Regions from separate parts of the Sus scrofa genome. Here all the other regions are linked to region 1. Evidence: chromatin contacts called from public Hi-C and promoter capture Hi-C data. All regions are on one chromosome and are shown on one strand. The core of a region is the stretch at or near the end of the contact, and the rest is flanking DNA. Distances in the headings are between cores, read along the strand shown. Region 1 holds the start of DUS3L (tRNA-dihydrouridine(47) synthase [NAD(P)(+)]-like). Region 2 holds the start of C2H19orf70 (chromosome 2 open reading frame, human C19orf70). Region 3 holds the start of LONP1 (lon peptidase 1, mitochondrial).

What was found. Promoter capture Hi-C pulls out the DNA fragments that hold promoters and counts their contacts. A called contact is a pair of places that touch in the nucleus more often than the background predicts.
Region 2: a contact with region 1 is called in a Hi-C map of liver, with 4 times the contacts expected there. The contact joins the promoter of C2H19orf70 here to the promoter of DUS3L in region 1. A contact is called at or near these places in 3 of 5 promoter capture datasets (fetal liver, fetal skeletal muscle and liver), 16 of 47 Hi-C or Micro-C datasets (alveolar macrophages, blood, brain and 10 more) and 2 of 2 datasets of contacts at active chromatin or transcription factors (alveolar macrophages and skeletal muscle).
Region 3: a contact with region 1 is called in a promoter capture Hi-C map of liver, with 5 times the contacts expected there. The contact joins the promoter of LONP1 here to the promoter of DUS3L in region 1. A contact is called at or near these places in 3 of 5 promoter capture datasets (fetal liver, fetal skeletal muscle and liver), 18 of 47 Hi-C or Micro-C datasets (alveolar macrophages, brain, embryonic fibroblasts and 9 more) and 1 of 2 datasets of contacts at active chromatin or transcription factors (alveolar macrophages).

The regions. Positions count from the first base shown.
Region 1 is chr2:73,195,418-73,199,190 of Sscrofa11.1, forward strand. It overlaps DUS3L (tRNA-dihydrouridine(47) synthase [NAD(P)(+)]-like), which reads left to right and starts at 2,197. Exons shown (of 13, transcript XM_003123092.4): 1 at 2,197-2,415; 2 at 3,162-3,450; 3 at 3,672-3,773. The coding sequence starts at 2,309.
Region 2 is chr2:73,293,498-73,297,270 of Sscrofa11.1, forward strand. It overlaps C2H19orf70 (chromosome 2 open reading frame, human C19orf70), which reads left to right and starts at 1,715. Exons shown (of 4, transcript NM_001097463.2): 1 at 1,715-1,782; 2 at 2,414-2,591; 3 at 2,776-2,827; 4 at 3,118-3,334. The coding sequence starts at 1,754. The coding sequence ends at 3,215. HSD11B1L (hydroxysteroid 11-beta-dehydrogenase 1-like protein) reads right to left here and starts at 1,180. Exons shown (of 9, transcript XM_013994748.2): 1 at 1,016-1,180; 2 at 713-882. The coding sequence starts at 716.
Region 3 is chr2:73,264,234-73,268,006 of Sscrofa11.1, forward strand. It overlaps LONP1 (lon peptidase 1, mitochondrial), which reads left to right and starts at 2,077. Exons shown (of 18, transcript NM_001243220.1): 1 at 2,077-2,521. The coding sequence starts at 2,090. CATSPERD (cation channel sperm-associated protein subunit delta) reads right to left here and starts at 1,925. Exons shown (of 22, transcript XM_005661304.3): 1 at 1,361-1,925. The coding sequence starts at 1,434.

The DNA of each region.
Region 1 (3,773 bases), core at 947-3,446:
AAAAAAAACTATTCCATTATAATAATATAATGAAAACAAGCAATTAATATTATGTCACTTGTAGTAATACCATGGTTATTAATGGCCAGTCCACAGGCACACTCCTCGCTGCTGCCCCCACCCCCTTTACAGGAAGCCTTCCTGGATCACGTTACACAGAGAAAAAAAGTCACCATTATAGGGCAGAGCCAGGAAGCCCTGGGAGGGTTCTTGGAGGCTGAGGCCCAGAGGAGTGAGGCCAGTTCCTGAGGTCACCCTCTCTGGCCTCAGTTTCCCCAGCTGTCCAGTTGTCTCCCCAAAGGACCTGGGTGCCTGTGGGATGACACCGGGGACATGATGGTAGAATCTTGGAGGGCAATGGGACAGGCACCTCCCATTGAACAAGTGAGCTCCTGTCCCTGGACGTGGGGGGGGCGGGCGGCGGCAAGAGTCTCCCAAGGACTGTGGTGGTTTCCTCCCAGATTCCACCACTTTATTCCCAGATTGTCCGATAGAGGGCAGCCAAGGCTAGAGATGGAAGACAAGCTTCTCCCCACCCCCACTCCATTTTCTCCCAGGTCTTAGAAAAGCTGGTGCCTAGCCTGTGGCCTCAAGCAAATCCTTTCTCTCCTCAGGCCTCAGTTTCCCCACTTGTTACCTCTAGGAACACAGAGTTCCTGCCTCACTTCCCTGCTCAGGGGAACATCATCAAGTTTAGCCATGAGGAGATCCCTTGTGGCTCAGTGGGTTAAGGATCTTGCATTGTGACTGCAGCAGCTTGGGTTGCTGCTGCGACATGGGTTATATTCATGGCTCAGGAGCTTCTATTCCATGCTGCGGACTCGGCCAAAAAAAAAGTTTAGCAGTGAAATGCAAGGGCCGCTATAAGGGCGTGGTTGTTCCCATTCTGCGCTATTCACGTAATTCAAGGCAAATAATAGTAGTAAAGTAACAGTAACAACAGTAGTCATTAATGTTCATTGTTATTTATTGAACCTTACTTTCTTTTCTATTTTTGTCTTTTTAGGGCCACCCCTGAATATGGAAGTTCCCAGGCTAGGGGTCGAATGGGAGCTTACAGCTGCCGGTTTACACCACAGCCACAGCAACGCAGGATCCGAGCTGCATCTGTTACCTACAGTACAACTCATGGCAACGCCGGATCCTTCCCCACTGAGTGAGGCTAGGGGTTGAACCTGCGTCCTCATGGATGCTAGTCAGATTCATTTCCACTGAGCCATGACAGGAACTCCTCCCTTACTTCTCTCAAAAACACTCAATGTCAGCTTCTCAGTGAAAATGTTTTCCCTGATCATTCTATTAAGCATTGAAGCCACCAAAAAATGACATTCCTGGGAGTTCCTGCCCTGGCACAGTGGGTTAAAATCTGACTAAAGTGGCTTAGGTTGCTGCAGAGGTGGGAGTTTCATCTCCAGTCCGGTACAGCAGGTTAAAGGATCCCACATCGCTACAGCTGCACTGTTAGTTGTAGCTGCTGCTGGGAACTTCCATATGCCATGTGTGCAGCCATTAAAAAAAAAAAAAGGTATTCCCACTTCCTGCTTCATTACCATCCAACATACAGTATACTTATTATGTGATCGTCTTCACCACTCCTATCTGAACTCTTAAGGGCAAAGTTTTTTGTTTTTTGTTTTTTTTTGTCTGTTTTATTCATTGGTGTATCCCTAGGACAGCATCTAGCATACAGGCCCTGAACAAATTATTTGTTGAATGAACGCCCCAAATAAAAGCAGCAGAATTTAAAAAATTTTAGGAGCTCCTGTCGTGGCTCAGTGGTTAACGAGCGCGACTAGTGTCCATAAGGACACAGGTTCAATCCCTGGCCTCGCTCAGTGGGTTAAGGATCTGGCACTGCCATGAACTGTGGTGTAGGTCGCAGAGGCAGCTTGGATCCCCCGTTGCTGTGGCTGTGGCGTTGGCCGGCAGCTGCAGCTCTGATTCGACCCCTAGCCTGGGAACTTCCATATGCCGCGAGTGAGGCTCTAAAAAGACACACACACACACAAAATTGAAAATAAAAAATTTTAAACCCCATCAGGAAAACAACTCTTCCTTGGGCCGATTGTGGCCCGGAGGAGGCCAGTTTGAGCGAACCAAAAGGATCATTTAACATTTCCCTTTCCCACAAGAGGATCAGAGGTTTGTACAAGAATCTGAGGCCCCACCCCCACGCAGGCTCCGCCCCATGACACGTACAATGGCGTCATTTGGAGCGACGCGGGCAAGAGCACTTCCCCGGCACAACCAGGGGAGACACACGGGCGACCCGGAAGGCGACACTCCAAAGCGGGGGTGAAGGGGACCGATGGCGGAGGGAGCGGCGGAGGCCCCAGCAGAGAGTGGTGGTGGTGGTGGTGGTGGCAACCCCGGAGCCGGCGAGCCAGAACGAGGGGTGACGCCCATTAAATCTCAGTGAGTCTCTGGGGCGGGGGGAGTATCTCAGGGCCTTCCCGGCATCCGTAAGTGGGGCCCGAACCGTGCATGCTGGGAGGTGGGGCCGCAGCCCAGGGCGGGAAGCTCGCATGCTCTTCTCTCTTTCTTTTCTGCTCTCCTTTCTTTTCTACTCTCAGGGCCGGAGAGCACCTGAGATCGCGCACGTTGGGAACTGTCACATGCTCGAAGGACAGCACGGTGCATGCTGGGGTGGGCGGGCTTTGATGCCAAGGCCAGCATGCATGCTGGGGACTGTAGTCTCAGCATTTGGCGGGAATAGCGCATGTGCACCCCTAGCCAGCCGCAGATAGAATCTGGGATTGAATCTGAAGCAAGTGCTGGGAGGCGGGGAGGCGGGGAGGGGGCGTGCTGGGGGTTGTAAGGCTGAAGGGCGTGCTGGGAAATGTGGCGGGCTGCGGCCTGGTTGCAAGACACTCTGGGACTTGTAGTTTCTTTTATCCTAACGTGGCCAGGGGTGTTCACATCTGATGCCTATACTTCAGCTCATCAGTGTGGGCTCTGGGGACCCAGGAACAAAATAGGTACTCCTTGTGGCCCTGAGGTGCTCCCAGGTTGGCAGCTGACTGATTCTAAGTGAGCACCCCATCAGCAGAAGCATGTAAGCAGGGGCAGGTGTTTTCAGCCTCTTTTCTCAGCGTTCATTGACTCTGAGCTCAGAGGGACTTCTTCCCTAACTCCTGTTTCCCCCGCCTATCTGTTGGCAGATACCTCACCACCAAGGAGCAATTCCACGAATTCTTGGAAGCCAAAGGACGGGAGGAGCCCAGCCAGGAAACCAAGGCAGGGGACCCTGATGACAATGACCTGGTTGAGCCTGAGGCCAAGCGTATCCGACTGGAGGATGGGCAGACAAAGGACGGGCAGACAGAGGAGGCAGCCGAGCAGAGGGAGGAGCCGCAGGTTCAGAAGAGGGCCCGGGGCCAGAACAAGAGCCGGCCTCATGTGAAGCCCACCCACTATGACAAGAACAGGCTCTGTCCCTCCCTGATCCAGGTGAGTGTCATTGTCACCAGAAAGTTTTAGGGGACTTGAGTGTGTGCCTCTCTGTCCTTCATTCAATCCTCATGACTTTGTGATATAAGAATCGTTATCATTCCCATCTGCCCATGAAGAAACTGAGGACACCCTGCCAGGAGGAGAGGGACCTGCATTTCAATCCCTGGTTGCCTGACTGTCTCCCTGTCTTCCCTCATTGCCGGCTTGTTTCCCTGCAGGAATCAGCCTCTAAATGTTTCTATGGTGACCGCTGCCGCTTCCTGCATGATGTGAGCCTCTACCTGGAGACCAAGCCGGCTGACCTGGGACCCCGCTGTGTG
Region 2 (3,773 bases), core at 465-2,964, 98 kb after region 1:
TCGATGTCCTAAACTGCCAGACATGCAGTAAGTGCTGACTATATACTAGACTGGCCCAAAGTGATAGGAGGAATGTGAGAGCTGGGGGAAGCTCAGAAAAACAACTTGGTCTGGAGATATCCAGAAGGAATAGGATATGGCAGACAGATGTGCCCATGACACCAGGTTAAGATGTGATTTCAGCTGTGGGAGCTGATTTACTTGTTCCAGGGAGAACGGGCCAGGTGCTTTAAGTTCAGTGGATCATGGGCCTCCCCTGAAAAGGGCACAGGCCAATCATATATCTTGGAGTTTCTATCCTATGAATTCCATGGGGCAAAGAAGAGAGGTAGACTTCTAGAACCCAGGAGGCTGAGAGGTGGTGGCCTTGGGGAGCCCCCATATCTCCAAGCACTAAATCAGTCCTACCTCCTTTGTCCCTACGGCAAAGTTCCATCTGCCTTCTCTCTGGCTCTCGCATCTTCACACTCCCTTCCTCCCACTCTATTCTCTCCAAGCAGCCATAGGGATCTTTGTCCAAAAAAATTCTGGAATGTTCCTTCCTGCTCCAAACCCTCCCAAGGCGTCTCACTGTCCGAAATGGAGACCGTTTCCTCACCTTAGCCCACAAGACCCAGAAGGTCTGGCCGCTGCCTTTCTGTTCATCCTCATTTACCCTACGTCCTATCTATGAATCTTCCAGTTCACAGAAAAATGAACTCCTCGGCCTTACCCATTCACGCCGGCGTCCCCTCAGCAGGGGACGATCTGCCACTTCCAGGGAAAGCCCTGAAGGGCCTCAGCTTAGCCCTCTTTCAACCGGGTCCTGAACACAGCAGCCCCGCAAGGGCTGGGTGATAGCTAGGTGGGTGGATGAACGAATGGATGGATGAAACACCCAGGCTGCAAAGAGGGAGGAAAAGCGGAAACCTGATCCTTACAGAACCGACTGGCCTCCGGACCTCGCCCGGCCTCAGTTTCCCATCTGGACAAAGAGGGCGTGCAGCCCACTGCATGCTCACAACCGCGCACTCACCCACTCAGTTTCTCCCGCCGTCCAGTGGGGCTGGGGTCCGGGCTTGGGAGCCACGCGCGTACCTCCCCGCCCTCGCGGTGTCGGGATGGCCGCCGACCGCGCCCCCTCCAGTAGGGTCTGAGTCACGTGACCCAGAGCCCACCTACTCAGGGGGAGGGGCTAGACTTTTGGAATCTCCGCGCCCGGCGTTGCCGGGCAACAGCCTCAGCCTGGCTACCTTCTATCCCCGCCCCTGTAGTGAAGCCACACTGATTCGACCACGTGACTAAGGCCCGCCTGTCTCCTAAATTCCGCCTTCGTGTTGCCGTGACAACCGGCTTTCCAGTACTCTCTTCCCAGGCCTGCGCTGGTGGATCTCCCAGGTGCCGAAATTTCGTGTGTCACCCTCAGGTCTTACTCCAGACACCCAACTCCTCTTTCCCTCACGTCACCACGGCCATTCCGCTCCGAACTGCATTTCCCAGGAGGCTTGGCCGCTTAAACTAGCTTTCCAGAGCCTTACTGGACGTGACAACTACTTTTCCCAGACAGCTTTGCGGCTGCCGGCCCCGAAGACTAAGGTTCGAGGACTCATTTTGCAGCGGAACAGAAACCCCTCTCTGGCGTCTCGCAGCCGAGACTTCATGTCCCGGAGGCCTTTGCGCCTGACAGGCGACCACGCTTCCCAGAGGCCTCTGCGGCGCCGCGACCGGAAGCGGCGGGCGAGCCGAGTGTCCTTGCGCACGGAGCTGAGTGATCATGGTACCTCGAGTGTGGTCGCTGATGAGGTTCGTGGGGCTACTGGGCGGGCCTCAAGCCCCCAAAATATTTACTTCTGTGGGCACCCCCATCTGGTTTGCTTACGACCGGCTCTTCGCTGCCGTAGTGTCAGGTTTCCCGTGTCGGTTCAGACAGGGTGGAGCTTACCGAGTTCTCCCTCCTGTCGCCGCCTTCCCGCTTCCTAGCGACTCCTTCCCTCTGCATTCCGTACACTAGACCCGTCCGAGTTTCAGCTGCCTGATCTGTAAAATGGGAGTGTCGCACGCGTTTGTTGGGAAGTTAATGTGCACCCAGAGCAGCGTTTGACACAGGAAACGACCAGGGACCCCCGCTGGCTCCTCTCGGAGCATCCCTCTCGGGGCTGGAAGGTAGAAAGCGGTCAGTGGTCTTGTTTTCACTGACCCCTGCCCTCTGCAGGATCTCAAGTGACATTGTGCCTCTCCAGGCTTCAGTTTACTAAACAGAGCTGAGTACCCCTGCCTTTTGTACACTCTAAGTGTTGTGCATGGGAGGGCTCATGCACGCCTCTTGGCTCCCAAGGTGCCCTGTGCTTCCCCATTAGCTGCCTGGCTTCAGGTATGTCACTCTTTGGACTTGAGCCCCCCACCCCTACCCTGTGGTTCCTTTCCTTCCATGCAGGTTCCTCATCAAGGGCAGTGTGGCTGGGGGCGCTATCTACCTGGTATATGACCAGGACCTGCTGGGGCCCAGCGACAAGAGCCAGGCTGCCCTTCAGAAAGCCGAGGAGGTGGTCCCCCCTGCTGTGTACCAGTTCAGCCAGTACGTGTGCGAGCAGACTGGCCTGAAGATACCCCAGGTACCCCGAGCTGGGATCAAGACTAAAGCTTGGTGGGAGCTGGGGTGTCTGCTCTGGGGTGGTCTTTGATCCTGGTCCCTTGATCCTCTGCCATGGGGCTTGTGCTGCTCTCCCTGCCTGTGAGGGCGGATGGGGCTGCTGGGCCTTACTCTTTCAGCAGCCCCTTCTCCCTCTCTCTTCCCAGCTCCCAGCCCCTCCAAAGTTTAACTTTCACATACGGGACTACTGGAATTCAGGTAGGCCCCAGGCCATCTACCTGGGGGGTTGGCTGCAGATACCTCCCACCTTCCTTCTTGGCCATTTCTTTTCGTCACTCCCTGTCCAACTCTGTGTGCACCTCCTGTGGATCTGAAGGAGAAAAGGAGGTGGAGATTCCAGGGAGGTGGGAGCCAGATGGCGCCTCCTTTGAGGGCCTGAGGCCACAACAGAGCGAGTGTGGCCTTTGCCTGTTTTCCTTGCATGGAATTGACAGAGCTGCTGCCTGTAAAAGTCCTCGCTGAAGGCACCTGGCTCTCCCTTTCCACAGGCGTCATCAAGGTGATGTCGGCTCTGTCTGTGGCCCCCTCAAAGGCTCGAGAGTACTCCAAGGAGGGCTGGGAATACCTGAAGGAGCGAACCAAGTAGCCTGTCAGAGGAGGCTGCCTGCCCCAGGTGGGAACAAGGCACCATGGACACCAGACTTGGACCCCATGCTTGAGGGCAGCTCCCAGCCTTGCCGGCTCAATAAAGGACTTGGAAATGTTCCCTGACCTCTGTGCTGGCCCCCAGGGCTTGAGCTTCTGGATCCTGGGGGCTCATCAAGCCTGACCTTGACCGTGGTTCACCCTTTGTGTCTGGGCCCTGCCCACTGATGAGCCCTTGACCTGGTGTGTGGGGGGTGGGAGCAGACCTTGGCCCTTGGGCTTGGGGCTCCAGGAGAGGGTTGAGAAAGTGCTAAGGGCCCACCTGGGTCAGGGGTTTCCTCAGGTCATGGTTGGTTGAGCCCAGGGTAGTGCAGTCTGGGGGTGAGGGCTGTTCTCCATGGCCAGGAGCTCCCACAGCCGCTGTCCTGCTTAGCTCACTGATCTGCTCGCCTGGTCTAGTCCCTCCCATCCCTTGCCTGATCTCCACTCTCATTCCACCCTCTCCCTACAGCCTGGGGATTCCTGAGGAGCACAGACCTGGCAGCAATGGCTGTGCAGG
Region 3 (3,773 bases), core at 827-3,326, 69 kb after region 1:
GTCCAAGACTAACTCTGAGAACCAATGTTGGGAAATGGGAGAATTGGGGGTACCAATCATTGCAGACTTCGAGACAAATTCTGCTAGTAAATCTTACTGGAAAACTCTACTCCTCACTCCCCAATTAAAAGCAACTGTGTCTTTAATTTTGCTGAGTGACTTTCATTTCTGTAAAATAAGGCTAAGGAATCACTACACCACGAATCTTGTCCTAAGGATGAAAGGAGGTCATGCACCAGAAATGCACACTCTCTATTTGATCTGCAAACAGGGCCCTGCTGAATGTGCCAGCTCACTCCAGGTAGGGGTTCCCTGAGGGTAGGAACTGGGCTTTAGCATCTGCCAGCCCTCTTGGCACCTCATGTACTGTGTTTACTAATCTAACATTTACTGAAACCTAAAAATGTTCTGGGCAAGGAGTAAATAAGAGAAACACTCTGTGCCCTCGTGGAGCTAATATTCTAGTGACAGCAACAGAAGTGGAAAAAATGTATGAAAAGAGTAAGAGGAGTTAGTGACCGATAGGAAAAAGCAGCTATGAGCGGGTAGAGGGGGACTTTAAATAGGGAAGTGTACTATTTAAGTCAGGATCTGAATGATGAGGAAGAAGTGGAGTAGAAAATCTGGAAGCAAAACGTTCCAGGCAGAGGGTGTAGCAAGTGCCAAATCTCCTCCGCGGTCCCCAAGGCTTGCCTGCATTTGGCACATTCAAGGACAGGTGGCTGGGGCGGTGATTCAAGGATAGGGAGGGGCTACATTAGTGGTCGTCAAATCCCCAGGGTACCTTTGGCAATGCCTAGATGCATTTGATTGATGGTCAAGTCTGGGGAAGGAGATCCTACTGGCATCAAGTGGGTGGAGGCCAGGGATGCTGCTTAACATCCCACAATGTACAGGATGGTCCAACCCCAGACAATGATCTGGCCCTAAATGTCAATAGCGCTGCTGAGGAACCCAAGCCAGATCATTCGTGAAAAGGAAGACTGCGCAAGAACACTAGGTTTTATTCTGGGTGTCCCAGAGAAGCAGAGGAGGAGAATGAGGGATCAGATTGCTTTATATTATAATCAACCCCTCTGGCTGCCAGGATGGACAGGAGGGCACAGCCTAAGTGGAGGTGCCTTGGAGTGAGAATCGGGCCAAAGTTTTGAAGTGGCAACGGGAGGACTTGTGATGAGCTGCGGGGGGTGAGAAGGGAGTATGGGGGTGCATCAAGCTGGCTCCCTAGTAGAGTAAACTGGGAAGCTTCACCGAGGTTGGGGAACGTCTTTCCCAGATTCCACCCAGTCTTGCACTCAGGCATAAGCCCCCACTCTCCCAAACCACCGACAGCATCCCAGCCCAGGGAGGGCGGCCCCACCGGCACAGTGGCTGAGCTCTGGACAGCAGGCAGAGCCGCAAGATAGTCACCGTCACCAGCATTAACACCAGCATCCTGTTAGGACCACTGCCTCCAACGAACAACCCCAGAACTGCGGCCGCGGGTCGCTTCACAGTCTGGGCATGCGCAGACTATAGCCTGCGAAAGCGCACGTCCGCCGGGGAGCTTGGATTTGCGCACCTTTTCCCGCAGGACGCCTGAATCTGACCACTCTCAACACGCCCCCTTTCTCTTGGGCACGCGCACAGGGCCGCCCGCGGGCCGGCTACAGTTCGAGCGTGCGCTTAGCACCTCCCGGGAAGCCCGAATCCACCAATCGCGACGCGCCCCAAGAGCTGGAGCATACGCCTGTCATCCAAGTGCCTAAACCCAGGGGCTGGGACCTGGCTGCCCACGCGTTCCCAGAGCTGCGCTTGTAGCCATGCCTGCTCCCTTTCTAGGAGCCATCGTGCGTGCCCACAGCTCTCCAAGAGGCCGGAAGAAGCGCGCCAGCTAGGAAGCCGCAAGAGAAGGCTGCAGTGAGGAATCTCGAAGCTTCCAGCTCTGCTCCCTATAGGCCCCGCCTCCACTCTTTCAGGTCCCGCCTCCGGCGGTCCTGTTCCCAGCCACGCCCCCCGCGGGCCCCCGGCACGCACCCGCTGTCACGTGCACCCCAGGCTGGCCAGCGGAAATGACGCAAGTCTAGCGCGCCGCCAGGATGGCCGGGCCATGGCGGCGGGTGCAGGCTGTGTCCGGCTGTGGGGAGCTGCGAGGTGGTGGGCGCTTCGGCGGCCGCTGCTGGCCGCCGCCGCGGGGCGGGTTCCGACTGCAGTCAGAGCGTGGTTGCCCAGAGGCCGGCGGGCCTGCGACGCCTCGCCTCCCTGGGCGCAGTGGGGCCAAGGCCCCGCTGCCGCGGGCCACTGGCGGGGACTTTGGGAGGCGAACAACCGCAGCAGCGGAGGCGCATTCTCGGGTGGCGAGGATGCCCCCGAGGGCGGCGCGGAGGATGGGGCCTCGGGAGTGGGAGGCAACGCCGGCGGCGGTGAAGGCCCAGTCATAACGGCGCTAACGCCCATGACGATACCGGACGTATTCCCGCACCTGCCGCTCATCGCCGTTACGCGCAACCCAGTGTTCCCGCGCTTTATCAAGATTGTCGAGGTAATGAGATCCCCCGCCTTGGCCTCCGTTTCCCCACGTCCTTACGTAGCAGGTTGGACCCAGGGCTCCTTTAGCACTCTCATGCCTCACGACTTTTTCCAGGCACGAGGCTTTTCGAGGGCTAGAGTTCGAGTCCTAGTCTTCCATCACTAGCTTGGTGAACTTGAGCCAGATTCCTCCCCGCTTCAGTTCCCTTCTGGAGAGTTGAATCCAGTGAGCTTAGGATTGTTCACTAACCCAAGTCATAGAAATTCGGTGCTGGGGCAGCTGAAAGCTTTGTTGCCCAGTTACTTTTCTGCGGATCTTAGTAAATGTTTATCATAACACTCTCTCCCAGAAGGCCAGCCTTCTGGTAGAAAGCAGAATTCATTCTTTTACTATTTCTTGACGTCATGTGCCCGATACGGTTCTAAGTGTTAGACAAGTCAGACACAGCCCCTCGGCCTGAGGATCTTATATTCTGGTGGAAGAAACAGTAAACAAGATCTTTTCAGACTAAAAGTCATGGGATGGGGGAGCAGTGCCAGGGTGATGTAATAGAAAGCAGCGGGAGTGCAAGGAACTTGAGTTTTAGAGTAGGAAAAACCCAAATGCCACCCCACCCCTTTAAAAAAAGTAATGTGGAAATGAGTCCGTGGAGGAGAAAGGTTATCTGTTAACTGCCTAAGCAAGGTCATACAATGAGTCAGCCTCTACCTTCACCCTCCAGCCTCCCCCCTTACAGTCCAGACTCTGCTGAACAAATCTCAGGGATCCATTGGCAAGGGAAAGGACAGTATAGAGGGGCAGCATTCAGCCACAAGGAGGGGACAACCTCCTCTCCTGTCTTGCTGCCCTTCCAAGGGCCTTCCCTGATGCAGGCAGTGGTTACTTGCAGGTCCCAGGGCTCAACCATGTGGGATCATAGCCTGGCCTCTCTGCCCCTGGGCAAGTGGTTCCTCTGGGCCTCCGTTGTCTCATCTGTGAAATGGGCATAATAATAGCAACTCATTTCTTAAGAGATAGTTGTAGGAGGTAAATGAGGTCACACGTGCAGGGTTTAGAACTGCCTTGTGCTTAATATACCTTCGTAATAAGGTACTGCTGTTTTCTGTGTGGTGCGCTTTTGACCCGGAGGTCTTTTTCCTTCCTTGACCCCCCCCCAACCCCCATCAGTCCTTCCTACCCTCCTAGGCCTCTTGGGCCAGGACTGTTCAGCAAGTGTGGTCCCCTTAGCCCTACACAGTGGCAGAGGCCCCTTGTCCTCAGTGCC